Regions from separate parts of the Rattus norvegicus genome. Here region 2 is linked to region 1. A link is a contact called in public Hi-C data. All regions are on one chromosome and are shown on one strand. Each heading gives the region's core, a stretch centred on a gene start, on an enhancer-like site or on the middle of the called end of the contact. The rest is flanking DNA. Distances are from core to core; before and after follow the strand shown.

What was found. Hi-C and Micro-C count contacts between places; a contact is called where the count stands out from the background.
Region 2: a contact with region 1 is called in a Hi-C map of Schwann cells, with 3 times the contacts expected there. The contact joins two enhancer-like sites. A contact is called at or near these places in 7 of 12 Hi-C or Micro-C datasets (Schwann cells, frontal cortex, hepatocytes and 3 more).

What each region holds. Positions count from the first base shown.
Region 1 is chr7:36,194,816-36,201,275 of GRCr8, reverse strand. LOC120093570 (a long non-coding RNA gene) reads right to left here. Exons shown (of 5, transcript XR_010053258.1): 2 at 1-182. Among named protein-coding and RNA genes, the nearest start is that of Dusp6, 220 kb to the right of the region's middle. Within about 2 kb of position 3,640, at least 14 of the 93 cell types and tissues checked have an H3K27ac peak or open chromatin away from gene starts, as enhancers often do. A contact at or near this core is called in Schwann cells, where this site is marked.
Region 2 is chr7:36,295,362-36,301,998 of GRCr8, reverse strand. No RefSeq gene overlaps it. Among named protein-coding and RNA genes, the nearest start is that of Cs-ps1, 190 kb to the left of the region's middle. Within about 2 kb of position 3,133, at least 2 of the 93 cell types and tissues checked have an H3K27ac peak or open chromatin away from gene starts, as enhancers often do. A contact at or near this core is called in Schwann cells, where this site is marked.

The DNA.
Region 1 (6,460 bases), core at 2,391-4,890:
ATAGGGGCCACATGTTTGATTACAGGACACAGACTATATGCTTGCCTATACATGTTGCTTATAGGGGGATGATCCTTTGTGGAGACAAGTGAACCATAAATTCCAAAGAAAAGTTCAGAAAACTTACCAGTATACGCTTCTTCACAGACCCAATAGGAAGGCATGGCTGGATGTGGGCCTCTCTGAAAGAGATTCAGTAAGACAAACCCAAGTATAGCAATGGGCTCCTCAAAGAAGAATCACAACTAATTGCCCTAGCTATATTATATTGATGGGTTTGGCGCATGTCTTTTCTCTATTAAATTTAGTTTCTGGTAAGATTTCCAGAAAGCTTTATAGCTTTATAGCTAAGATGTGAGAAAGACGTCAAGCAGTTGTTAATTGAGCCAGAATCCTTCCTTTTCTGCTGGCAAGAGGCACCAGTGTGATTCCTGGGTGGGGAGAGTAGGGCCATTTCCTCTCATCATTCCATGACTGTCCCTGCTTCCCTAGTCGGCCTCAGATTGGAATTATTATCTCCATGTATTCATCTCCTCGAATTCCCTGTGCTCTGTTTGTTTTCCCCTTGATATCACACATAGTGTTTCCTCTCCCTGTCACCCCACATAATACCATCCTATTACTATTGCATTTTAAAATCAGCTGGATGCCCTCCTTTTAATAGTAATCTTAATTATCAGTGATAATTACAATCTGCCTCAAAATGAGTCCAAAGACTCAGACATTCTGATGATTTCTAGTAACTCATTCTGATTACAATAAGCCAATGATACAGTTTTAAATATACATTTGTTGTACAATTTAGTTTTGAGATGTATTTATTATTTTTTACTTATTTATGTATATGGATGTGTGGGGGGGTGTTGACATACCAGAAGAGAGCACTGGGTCACATAGGACACAGCCATAGATAGTTGTGAGCCATCAAGTGGGTGCTGGAAATTGGACTGAGGACCTGTGGATGAGCAGCCAGTCCTGTTAACTGCTGAGCCCTTAAGGTATATTTTTAAAGCATCTCTTTTATTAAAGAAGATAGAATCAAAGGAATGATAAAAAAATTAGTAAACGCAAGAGATGTCTTTGGAATTTTGTTGTTTGGTGTTTTTTTTTTTTTTTTTTTTTTTTTTTTAACACTTGCTTACTTATTTATGTATTCGAGACAAGGTCTTGCTATGGAGCCAAAACTGATAGAAATCATGAATCTGCTGCCTCATGAAGCTTGCCAAATTCTGGGGTTACATGGATAACCCACCGCACTGTTTCTAAACATGAAGAAGACAAAAGGAAATCGCTTCTCAGAGAACTCCCCACCAACCGAGAGCGCGAATGGAATAACCCACTCCAACCATGCACATCCACAGGCTAGCAAGAGAAAAAAAAAAAAAAAAAAAAAAAAAAACCGCTTCTAAGAAGTAGCTGGCCTGTGCACCACGTGACTTGCCTACACTAAAAGCGGGTCTTCGGAAATGCCGTGCGTAATTCCGGAAGGCAAAGGTCACCAGTCGATAATCACCAATAAATGTTCCCTTTCCTGAAGTGCAGAAGTCCATACTAAACAATGTGAACTAACGAATTGAAAAGTCACAGCCTTTACATACACGTTACCTAAAACTCCAATTTACGAAGTCTCTCAAATCATGAAGTAAATCAGGGTTTCTTTATGCCCCACTCCCGCTGCCAAGTTCAACAGGAAGTGCCAAAGAGAAATCTGTTCTCGGAAGACTCTGCACCAGAAGCTAAAGGATTTCCATTAAACTGTAGCAAATAGGACCATCCCCCTGAGATTTCTAACCTAATTAGTCAGACAAAAACACCTCTCAGATATTTTTCTGCTCATGTGTTTAGAGATTAAAAAAAAAAAAAGGAAAATGGAAAAAGAAAAGGTACCACTAAACATATTTCCCCGCTGCTATCTATGGAACACAGCCTGTGCCTCTTGAGGTAGAAGGAGTCTGACAAAAACAAATGCGCTCGTCGTTTAGGAGGCGAGCAGACTGGAATGAAAATAAGAGTCCTCGGCCACGCAGACGTTGCCAGGCAGCTCTCACTTAAAATAGTAAAGCCTCGCTACTCCATCGCTAGCTGACCCTCGAGATGGTGGGTCTAAGGGTAGGCGCAGGAAGGAACGACTCTGGTATAATCAAGTGGGGTTTTGAAATATGACAAGCAGATTCTGGACCACAGTCAGTTATGTCCCATGAAAAAGAGACCCGTGGATTGTAGAACACGCCTTGCTCAGAGCTGCCAACCCCAACTGCCTTCCAATCAGCGAGCCCCAATTCAGCATAATGGATAATGGATAATGGATGATCTCATCGTGCATGTTGGCCTCAGCGTTTGTGTTTATGTTTTTATTTTTATTTTTATTACACCATACAAACTGCACACACACAAAGATATATAAAAATTTAAGGACCTATCTAAGTAAAGGGTGCAATCCAGGCCAAGAAGTAGAGTACACTAGCTGAAGCCTCCTCTGAGCTCCTTCCTCTACCATAGCTGTGTGAGCTAGCCATGTTCTTGATCTTTTGTCCCCCAGTGGTAGTAGTGTAGTTAGCCACGCATTCCGAAGCCATTGTTCCCTCTGACTTACAGTGCAGGCGTTCTTCTAGGTCGGGATGGCTCCATCTAACTACCACTGTAAGGACATTCGGTGCTGTTGCCTGTGATTGGCATGCATTTGTTTACATTACTGATCAATACTCCAACTTGTCTTTCCAGTACACATAGATGGAGTGCATTATGCAAACATCACTTTAGTTTTTATCCTGGAAGTGCTGGAGCACTGCGAGAGTGTGAGTGCATGCGTGTGTGCGTGTGTGCGTGCGTGTGTATGTGTGTGTGTGAGAGAGAGTGCATATGTGCATGTGTGCATGTGTGTATGTGTGTGTTTCCTTTGATATGATTATATATCCTAAAACTGGAGAGTCTAGCCATTTCATGCTTATCCTTAACGATTTTCTTCTCCAACTTTAATTGAGGCATCCCATATCTTCCTGCATCTACTGGCCTGTATCCTGTCTTAATCAGCATCTCCCTAGCTGGTGTTTTGTATATCCTACTCCCCAGGGCATTCCCTGGTCCATTTGGACTTACTTCGCTATGGTGACGATCAAACCGTATCAATTCTGCTTCCGTTCTTATCAGTCACTTATACTGCCTGCAAAGGCCGGGAGGCTTTTTTATTAAATCTACTGTTTAATGTTATAAAGAAAGATTGTACAGGCCAAGCCTGCATCTACTCCTTAAACACATTAATGATGAATTCACACCAGAATAAAAGATGAAACTTGAGCTCTTCCTGCCACAAAATACAAAGACTGTTCAGCTCAGAACTCCAAGGCCTAAGTTCCATCAATACAGCATTATGACCCCCTAACTTATTGAATTGCTTTCTATTCTCTGAGAGCAGTTACAGACTTTGATACTGAGGCTAACACTAGGATTCTCTCTTCCCCGGACTGAAAGAACCCTAAAATTACAGAGGGAGAAAGATGCAAGATGTTACTATGTTTCTTACAGAGGCATTCTTTAACTATTTACCCAACATGCCCCAAGGGCAAGGGCAAGCTACACTGTCACTGAGGAAAAGCCTTTTCTCAAAGGGTCTCTGTCCTGCAGGAATGTGGCCTGTTCTGAGAATTCCTGGGTGTGCCCAGTGGAGAACCTCCCTCCCTACTCTGGGCCCTGATCTTTTAAGCCTCTTGGGTCCTTTGGACTGTAGCTGTAATCTGCCTGTTTTCATTGTCTTTCCGTTACAAATCAAAAGGAAAAATCAAGTGCATGGAAATACTGCAATATAAAGGTCAACTGGCGACGTACGTTTGTCAAATATAAACAAATAAAAACATGCATTTATTTCTTTCTCAAATCCACTGGTGGAATTTTGGAAGTTACCGGCAGCCAGTCTAGACAATCAGTGAGTTCCTGATTCTCTGAGAGACTGTCTCACAAAAGAAGGGAGAGAGTGACTGAGGAAGACAGTTGACCCTTTGCCCTTGACCTGCACACATTGCTGCATGGCACGTATGTGCAGATGCATATGAACAACTGTGCCAATTACGCACATATATACACCGCGGGGGTGGGAGGAGGGGTGGTTAAGTTCTGTAAATGTTCTTTTTTTTCTCTCTTGGAGAAAAGGATCTCGGGAAAGCTGGGCTACAGTCCATTGCCACCCTGCATAGCTTTTACGTGGGTGCGAAGAATATGAACCTACGTCTTCGTGTTTGACGTCTGTGTGCTCAGGCGCTTTGCTGATGGAACCACATTTTCCAGTTCCAAGCAGCCTTCTTTAAGGCCAGAACTACAAAGGTCGCTCACTCAAAGACGAAAGCAGCCAAAGGCAATATTGCAAAGGAATTGTTCAAAAGCAAAAACCTTCCCGGGGATTTCCGCTTAATTCTCCTTTAGCTGCCGCAGCTGCTGTTATTGTCAGAATGAATACCAGGGAAGCGCATGAAGCGGATAAATGAAAGAAGAAGTCCTATGAGGAATGATATAAAAACAGCCAAGCAATTGTTGCTGAGGGAAAAATAAAACCAACCATTTAGCTGAACGGAATGAGACATTTAGTCAGAACAGTGCTGTATGGAGACAGCCTCACAGTCTTCAAGAAGCACGTTAGGGAGCTTTAATCGCCTCAAGTACGTTAACACATTTACACTCTCAGAGGCGTCTGCAAGGGGACAATTTCCTAACAGGTAGCTACATCTATATTCTTAACAAACATCCGTGACAACAAAAACATTGTCTTTTTGCTTTTTGCTTTGTGTTTTGTTTTTGTCTGGTTTCCGGGGAGACCCGTTTTCTTTATGTAGATCTGGCTGTCCTGAAATCCAGTCTACAGACCGGGCTGTCCTTGAACTCAGAAATCTGCCTGCCTCTGCCTCCAGAATGCTGGGATTAAATGCATGTGTTTCTACCATCTGGCTAACAAAAACGTTTTCAGTCGTGTATCATACTGAACTGTGGTAGTCTCTTTGCCTTTGCATCTGTCTCATATTTTACGAGAGAGCTAATGAAACATTGTACTCTAAGCCCAAGGCCAATATCTATTGAGTGAATACGTAAACTCAGTAGCCTACAATTTATCACATTTTGAAGATATAATATGAACGAGAGCCTATACCCGTGGCTTTGTAAAAATAAAACCTTACAAAATTTCAAAGGCTGATAGGTTGAAGCTTTGTAGGCAAAAAAGTTTGAGTGGAGTATAAAATAAGATGTCTGTTTTCTCGGTAATTGCTGTGGTATGAACAATGTTCATTTGATGTCTGCTCTGTTATCTTCATACTGTCGGCCAGATTGTCTCTGATGAGTCTCCCAGGGAAGATGTTAATTCGTGAAAGTTTACTTGATTTGGGAGAAATGTTCTCAAGTGTCCCCTAATGTTGCAATAAGTTCCGTGCTTCTCTGCCACCACCCATCTGCCATGTTGGGTAGAGTAGGTACCCAATGTGGTGAATTTTTGAACCTCATTAAATTATTTTATCCTTATATGTCTATCCTTCCCTTCTGTGATGGTTTGTATATGCTTGGCCCAGGGAGTGGCACTTTCAGAAGGTGTGGCCCTGTTGGAGTGGGTGTGTCACTGTGGCTGTGGGCTTTAAGACCCTCACCCTAGCTGCCTTCAGATGAAGATATAGAACTCTCAGCTCCTCCTGCACCATGCCTGCCTGGATGCTGCCATGCTCCTGCCTTGATGATAATGGACTGACTCGCTGACCCTGTAAGCCAGCCCCAATGAAATGCTGTCCTTATAAGAGTAGCCTTGGTCACGGTGCCTGCTCACCACAGTAAAGCCCTAACTAAGACACCATCTTTTGTCTTGATCAATTGTCTGTGATCTCAGAGCCTGGTGGTGGGTCCTGTGTTCTCTCACTGTGCACAGAAGCCAGCAAAGACATAAATCCTATATAACCTGGATTTGTGGGTGCTGCAGTCATTTTCATTATGGTTGATAGCTGTCTGTATTACAAGTTCATTTGCAAAGGTTGAGAAGGCTTGAGTCATAGTAGTCCAACATCTCGTTTTGGTCTCAGAGAGCCTGGACTAGCTGTATGAGGGTGTGTGTGTGTGTGTGTGTGTGTGTGTGTGTGTGTGTGTGTGAAACATCTATTAAATTTGTCCTTTTGGCAATTTTATATACACGTATAATACAGTCTAACGACTCTGATACATACTCTCTCATCTCCCTCCCAGATCTCCGTCACCACCTCTACCTTCAAGCCCTTTCCCACTTCATGATTTTTCCATTTGTGTCCTGATAAGACTTCTTAATCCATCTTTCCTTAATTTAAATAATAATAATAAAATCTACATCAAGAAAATGATAACAATATATGTAAATAATAATAATAAATTATAAATAAATAACAACAATAAACTACATCCCTGTGTTAAGAAAAGAACTTTTCTGTTTTGCTTCGCTTTGCTTTATGGATCTGAGGATCAAATT
Region 2 (6,637 bases), core at 1,884-4,383, 100 kb before region 1:
TTTTTTTTCCTTTCTGTTTTCCTTTGGGGTGGGAAAGGGGAGAATCTTAATCATAGTTCTCCAAGCCCTAAAAGAACATTATTATTCTACAGTGTTCCAAGAGGAGGGTTGGACTCACTGAGGGGATTTCTCTTTTGCCCTTCATTTGGGTTTTGTAGGTTCGTTTCGTTGCATCTGATCCCGGCTCAGGACCAGCTCGAATGAAGAGCCGCTGAGTGATGAACGGGCTGCTAGTCCCTTTCACTTTAATTGTGGAGCTGAACTAGAAATTACCTAGCAACCACTTGAGTAAATGATAGGGGAAACTTGACAGAGTGGTTTCGCAATCGAAATCAGGCAAACATCTTTAAGGTCTCTCTCCTGGACCTATTTCCTGAGCCCTGATTATCTGCAAGTCATCAGAGTAAGCAGGTCCAATTAAGAAGAACAGTGACACAAACACCTCAGATAAAAGATGCTGAGAAAATACACGGTCACAAAACCCTTGGAGAAGCAGTCCACACGTTCATCCGCTCCTAAGAACACATATACGACATCCCATAACAGGATGTTGTGGATGAGACAAATTTTGTCATGACACAGAGTCAGTATCTTGTAATGAATCCTTGGAAATACCACTTGAATATTTCCTCTCGTTGCTACTCAGTGACATGGTTCGTGGTTGCTTCTACCTTCTCCATCTAACTAAGAGCCTGGAGCTGGAAGGTTCTACAACACAGAGCTCAGCCCCAGGCATTTTCCTTATCGGTGTGCACAGACCATACCACAAACATTTGCAGTAACCAATTCCGGCTGCCAAAAGGTGGTTTATCTATCCCACATCTATTTAATGAGCACCTACTAAGTAACGTACATTGGGTTTTGTGCTCAGAGTAGAAAATAAAATTAAGTACTTGCATTATATTACTGAACAAGACAGAGCTAAGGAAGCACAGAGTAGAGCAATACAGAGACTTTCTGAGTAAGAACAAGGTGCCGTGTGAGTGCACAGTTATAGTACTTAATACTTCTTTTGATACGGCTTAGTCACCTACATTTCTGCACATATTAACTTTTCCGAATCTCTTGATATTCCTAAAAGGAAACAGAGTGCACAGTGCTTTAGGCACTTCTGGTCTTTCGCTGTTGCTTTTTTAGGACAAACGAGTTCCGTAGTAGGAGAATTAAGATTTCCTGGCAGGAGACCCAACAGACCATGCTGCTTGAGGAATGAGTTCGACTCCATTAGATATCTCGGAGGAAGAGAAACCTGGTTGAATGATAATGAACCTCATTATCATTAGCCCCAGCAAGAGTGCCTCAGCCCCAGGAACTCTACTTCCGTGTCCTCTTCAACAGCTGAGGAAGCTACAGAGCCAAGAGGTCATGCCTCCTTCAGACTACCACCTGTCCTACCATAGATCCCACTCACTAATCCAGGACACCAGAAGTTCCCACTTCAGTAGCCTGAGGCCCTGTGCTGAATGTCCTAAGACCTCTATCTCAAATATAACCTAGTAAGAGTGAAATGAGATGATGTCTGCTGTTAAAGAATGACCTGTACAGGGATGTGATATGAATGGCCCCTGGAGGTGCAGGTTGAATGTCCACAGATCCACATGGAAATCCTTTTGAGGGACTGTGAAAAGATGGGGTAGAAAGTGAAGGCTAGTGAATATTAGCTATGCTCTCCTGGGCTCTAACACGCTGATGCTAAATTCTAGAGTCTAAGAAATCTAGAATCTAAACTTAGCTTTATAAAGCATTTTAAAAGTGGCTTGGTTTTTAATCAAAAGATGGAGGTTATGTATTTTATTATAAACCCAGAAGTGGAGCACAGCTCATTCCAAGCAAGCTGTCTTTCTTTCGCATTAATCTGTCTTAGTTCCAGCGTCACTTACCTTCTCTGACCCGCCCCCTTCTCTTGTCCCTTCTATGTTAGCTTCATGGAAATACTTTAAACATTTAGAAATATGAGAAATATTCCCAAACTCTGAGCTTTGCAAACGTTTAGGACTAGATAGAAGAGGATTAGGTACCGTTTGTCAGGGAGATTGAAAGTAAACAAATAAAGCTGGAAGCTAGAAGCTGAAGCAGAGAAAAAGAGCACCCCGGGCGGGCGGGCGGCGTTCAGAGGAGCGCAGGTGCACCTGTGCGAATTGCTAGCTGGTGGTTTGAGTTTGATGGTGAAAGTAATGGAGACCAGGAAGGAGGCCCAGCTGGAGAGCAGATGCTGGGGTTAGAGACCTGATCTGCTCTCCTTGCCAAAGAAATACCTCACACACATTTATATTTTTTTTCCTCTCATTCCTTTGCTTCTATCTAGAGTTGATGGTTGAGGCAAGGAGAAAGAGAGACTATGAAAATGCCTGTTGTTATAATAGCGTCCAAGAGTCCAAGTAGAAAGGCATGTGGCCGATAGAAGAGCCAACATCTAGGGGGAAAACCAGCAATTCTGTCGCTCTTAACTAGCTATTCTATGAAATCACAGCTGAGCCAAAGCTCCAAAACCTAGGGACATCCGTAGCAGCACAAGGCAGCCAATCAAAATAGGTCTATCAAAATAGGTGACCAGAACGCTAAGATAGGTCCTTGCACAAGAGATCCAGAATGTTGGAACGAGGCTTGCTTCTCCTCCGAGTCTTGTAACTTACTGGGGTTCAGCAGAAGACTCCCAGATGTTGGCTGGAATCTAAGAGGAAGGCCGGTGGCCAGGTGGGCTCTCTCTGTTTCTAGACTTTGCAAGGCCTTATCGACCTCATAAGTGATGGACATTGGACACGCAGCATTCCACTTCTGTAACTTAGAGATATAACATACAGCTACGTGGTAGCTATTGATCATATTTTCTTACTAAAAACAGTATAATTACTTCACGGAAAATTTTATTTTCACTGCTTTGTATAGTTTGTTGTGGGGGAGTGAAGGGAGCGGGGAACAGTAGTACCCCCTAGTTAGTGTACCCCCTAAACGATACCTCCCATAAACAATAGACCTTTCTCCATCCTACAGTAGAGTCTGGCCATAGGGACTGTTAATCTATCAGACTCCCACAGTAAGACTTGAAACTGTGAGCTGGTGAAACACAATGGTGAGGTCAACAGAAACGCAAAACATTCCAGCAGCAGGCGCCTCTGAGATGTTCAGAGGCATAGCCGAGACAGTAGCCGGAATTCTGGGGCAGGCTCTGGGCCCGACTGCCCCAGGAGAATGATCTTAGAGGTGAAAGATGCGGCCCACTCTTTTCCCAAGCAGCCTCCCCAACCCCCAGCTTTCCATATCCACTTAAGTAAACCCCCACACTATTCCCTGTAAAGCAAACCAGTCAAGCAGCCCCTTTTCCAGCATCCTGAGTAGTTCCTGCCTCCAGGCAGTGATCACCAGCGAGGTTAAAACCTCCAACCGACACTAGGAATTATTGGTAAGAGCACAGATTTTTCACACAATCGCGGTTTATGGTGGGGAAGCAGTGGCTCCCCCAGTTTTAGCGAAGGACTTTTAACACAATGCCACCTTTCACCACTGCGCCTTCTTGTCAAATCCCCCAGTGTGCTAACTGTAACAAAGCCACTTGGCTATCAGTTTACTACAGAATGGGGTCATCAAAGAAAAGAGAACTTTTTTTCTTTTTTACATCTCTGAAGTCCAGTGATTCCTGATATGACGGTGAAAGGCAGGCCGGTTAATTCGATGAGCTAGGGGGAGCCTGCGGTGCTGATGGAGGAGGGATACTGGGGAGTTTAAGTAGTGAGCTTAAGGGAGACGGAGAAGTCAATATATTGCTCCCCTCCCCCCTCCCGGGGCCGTCAATCCTGGTTACTGATCACACTTAAGTAGAAAGATTCTCCTTTAAAATGTCATTTTGAAAATTAAAACACATACACACATATGCAACTAAGCAGATGTTCCTATGCCACCGCCTCCTCCTCCTCCTCCTCTTCCTCCTCCTCTTCTTTCTCCAGCCTCACAGGAAACACATGTCTGTGTTGTCCTAAGTCCAGTTACTAATTAGCATGTTTCAGTAGCACATTTTAGAGAGGATGGAGAGGACTTTAAAGGGATTCCTTCCTTTCAAATGGAGACAGCTGGTCTTAATTACCAAGCAGGAAGAGAATGTGCCAATAGATCCTTGAAAAGCCAGAGTGGAGCAAAATGCCCGGGAGTCTTCGGTGCCTGCTGGAAGGGTTTCTCGTTAGAGGTAGGAAGGAGTTGCGTGCTATCTACAACTTCACCTTATCCCAGCCAAGCAGCTGTCTAGCTTCATCACCCTGCAAAGGAGGTGGGTAACTCTGCCCAAGAGCTCAATAAAATCAAAGGTCATTTCACATCATGCGTGCAAATTTCATAGACATGAGGTCAGAGCTGGGAAGTAAAATACGTCACCCTCCCTCAAAGATGCCTAGCTAGATAGGAGCTGGGATCTTTTCCTTTTAAAACCAACACCAAGGACAAATGACTCAAAGCTCATCTTTATAATTAATGGAAGGACAGTTGGTCCACACATCCAAAATGATTCCTGGGGCGAAGAATATCTTAAGACTAGCAAGACGGTTCAGAGGGTAGAAAAACCACTTGCTTGGCCAAGCTCCGTGACCTAAATTCTAGCCTAAAAAGAAGAGAAACGTGTGTTGCAGCCTGTTCTCTGACTTCCACGGGGGGGGGGGGGGGAGTAGGGGTAGGGGGGTGGGCACTGTGATGTGTACCACCTCTAAACAATCTCTCAAGAAACCTTTTTTAAAAAGAAATGGAGGTGTTTTTCTTAAATTATTATTATGATAGTTACTATTAGCGAGCATGGGCCTGTGTTGTGCAGTTTTTATGCATATCTATCTGTCTGTCTGTCTGTCTGTCTGTCTGTCTGTCACATATAGCAATACTGTGAGAATACTGTGGAATTGCTCCTTACCACAGCATCAATGGATGCCATTGCTCCAGTGAGTGAGGCTAGCGGACTTAAGATGGCTGAAGTGCTTACTGGAAGGGGGCTTTAGAGCTGGATTTGAATATGAAAATATGCCCACCAGCTGGGCTGAATGCCCCCACCTATGCATCATGAGAACAAACATATTCAGTTGTGTTTGCAGTATAAAGAATCATATCCTGATTTACGGAACGCACGATTCGTTCTTTTTTTTTTTTCCTCCTTCGTTATTTCTATCTTCAGGAACACAAAAACATTTTGAAAAGCAAAGGAAGTGTTCCCCCATTCCGAATATTCAACATTAAAAGACAAAAATAATAACTCACAACAATGGTGTGATAAATGTAATGACTCAAACACCATTGAATACCCACAAAACACCTACATTCACCGTCTGGAAAGTTCCAAACTTCATCATTTTTTTTAAACAAAGCCTAAAAACTCACTTGGCATTTCTTGATGTCAAAGAAAAAGTAATTTCGCAGTCATTGTTTTGATTGGTTGGTTGATTGGTTTTCTTTTAATGAAACACCTAATTTTGGCAAGAGACTAAGCCCAGAGCCTCCTCATCATGGGTACAATAAAGACATGATGGCTGATTGTAGGAGCACAGAGAGACAGCGTCTGGCCCAGAGTAGATGGGGTTTCTTCATGAACAGGACTGGGAAGATCTTTAGTGCTTGGAATGACGGTAGAGAGTAAATATTTGCCAATTATATATGACCAAGGAAGGAAGCAGCCTCGTGTTTATGTCATGGAGAGGCCTGAAAAGTGACACAGGATGATCAGCATCAAGCTAGATCATCTCAACAATGCCTGGAGTTATTTCAAAAGCACAACGCTACCCACTCTGAGATCATAGCAGCTCGCTTCAAGCCTGGCTCCGTTCCCTCCTACCATGCTGGCTCTGTGACAGATTCTGGTTCTTGACATGTCTTCCTTGTTAGCTCAGTTGCTCATTTGGCATCTGAACTCTTGCTTATGCTGTTTCCTCTAAGTCGTGTCCCAGTCCTACCATATAGATTTATTACCTCCATATATTTGAACCAGTATTGTCAAAAGTAAGATGGCGGGCCATTCACTTCTTTACTCAGGGAACTGTTTGATAACGGGGGTCTGCAACTGTCAAAGCTTCTCTTCCTTGTCTCCTCCCCTCAATCTTCATCATAGTATCACAACGTTGATCTTCCTGCCTCAGCTTCAAGAGTGCTGGTACTGCAGGTGTGCACTGCCGTAACCCGGCTCTCATATTTTTCAACTTGCCACTATGTGGCTTTTTGTGCAAACTATCACATGCAATAGAGTCTCCAGTTTGGGGCATTAGTTATCCCCAGTCCCATTGCCTTCAGTTTGTCTGCAATAGTGAAATGACTCTGAAAAAAGTCAGGTTGGTTAATGCTACAAGAAGTTTTCAGGGTGATCAGTATTGATAGCCAAAACCCAAGATCACATCTGCCTTACTTCTAGAAGTAGATGAAGAACTGTGTTAATGCAGTTAATGCAGAGGGTCCAATTAACATGGAGGGGTGTGAACATTCTGTCTAACTGCCCATTCTCTACCTTTTTACAAGTACAATAGAGACCTATTAAACTCTTTAACCTCACTTCCCTCTTTTAAAAGATGAAGACAGGAATTGGATCTATCTCGTAGAGATTTGTTTGCAAAAATAACACAAGGACACACAGCAACTGAGACAGAGAAACCCCACACCATCACTAAATACTTAACCAAGAACT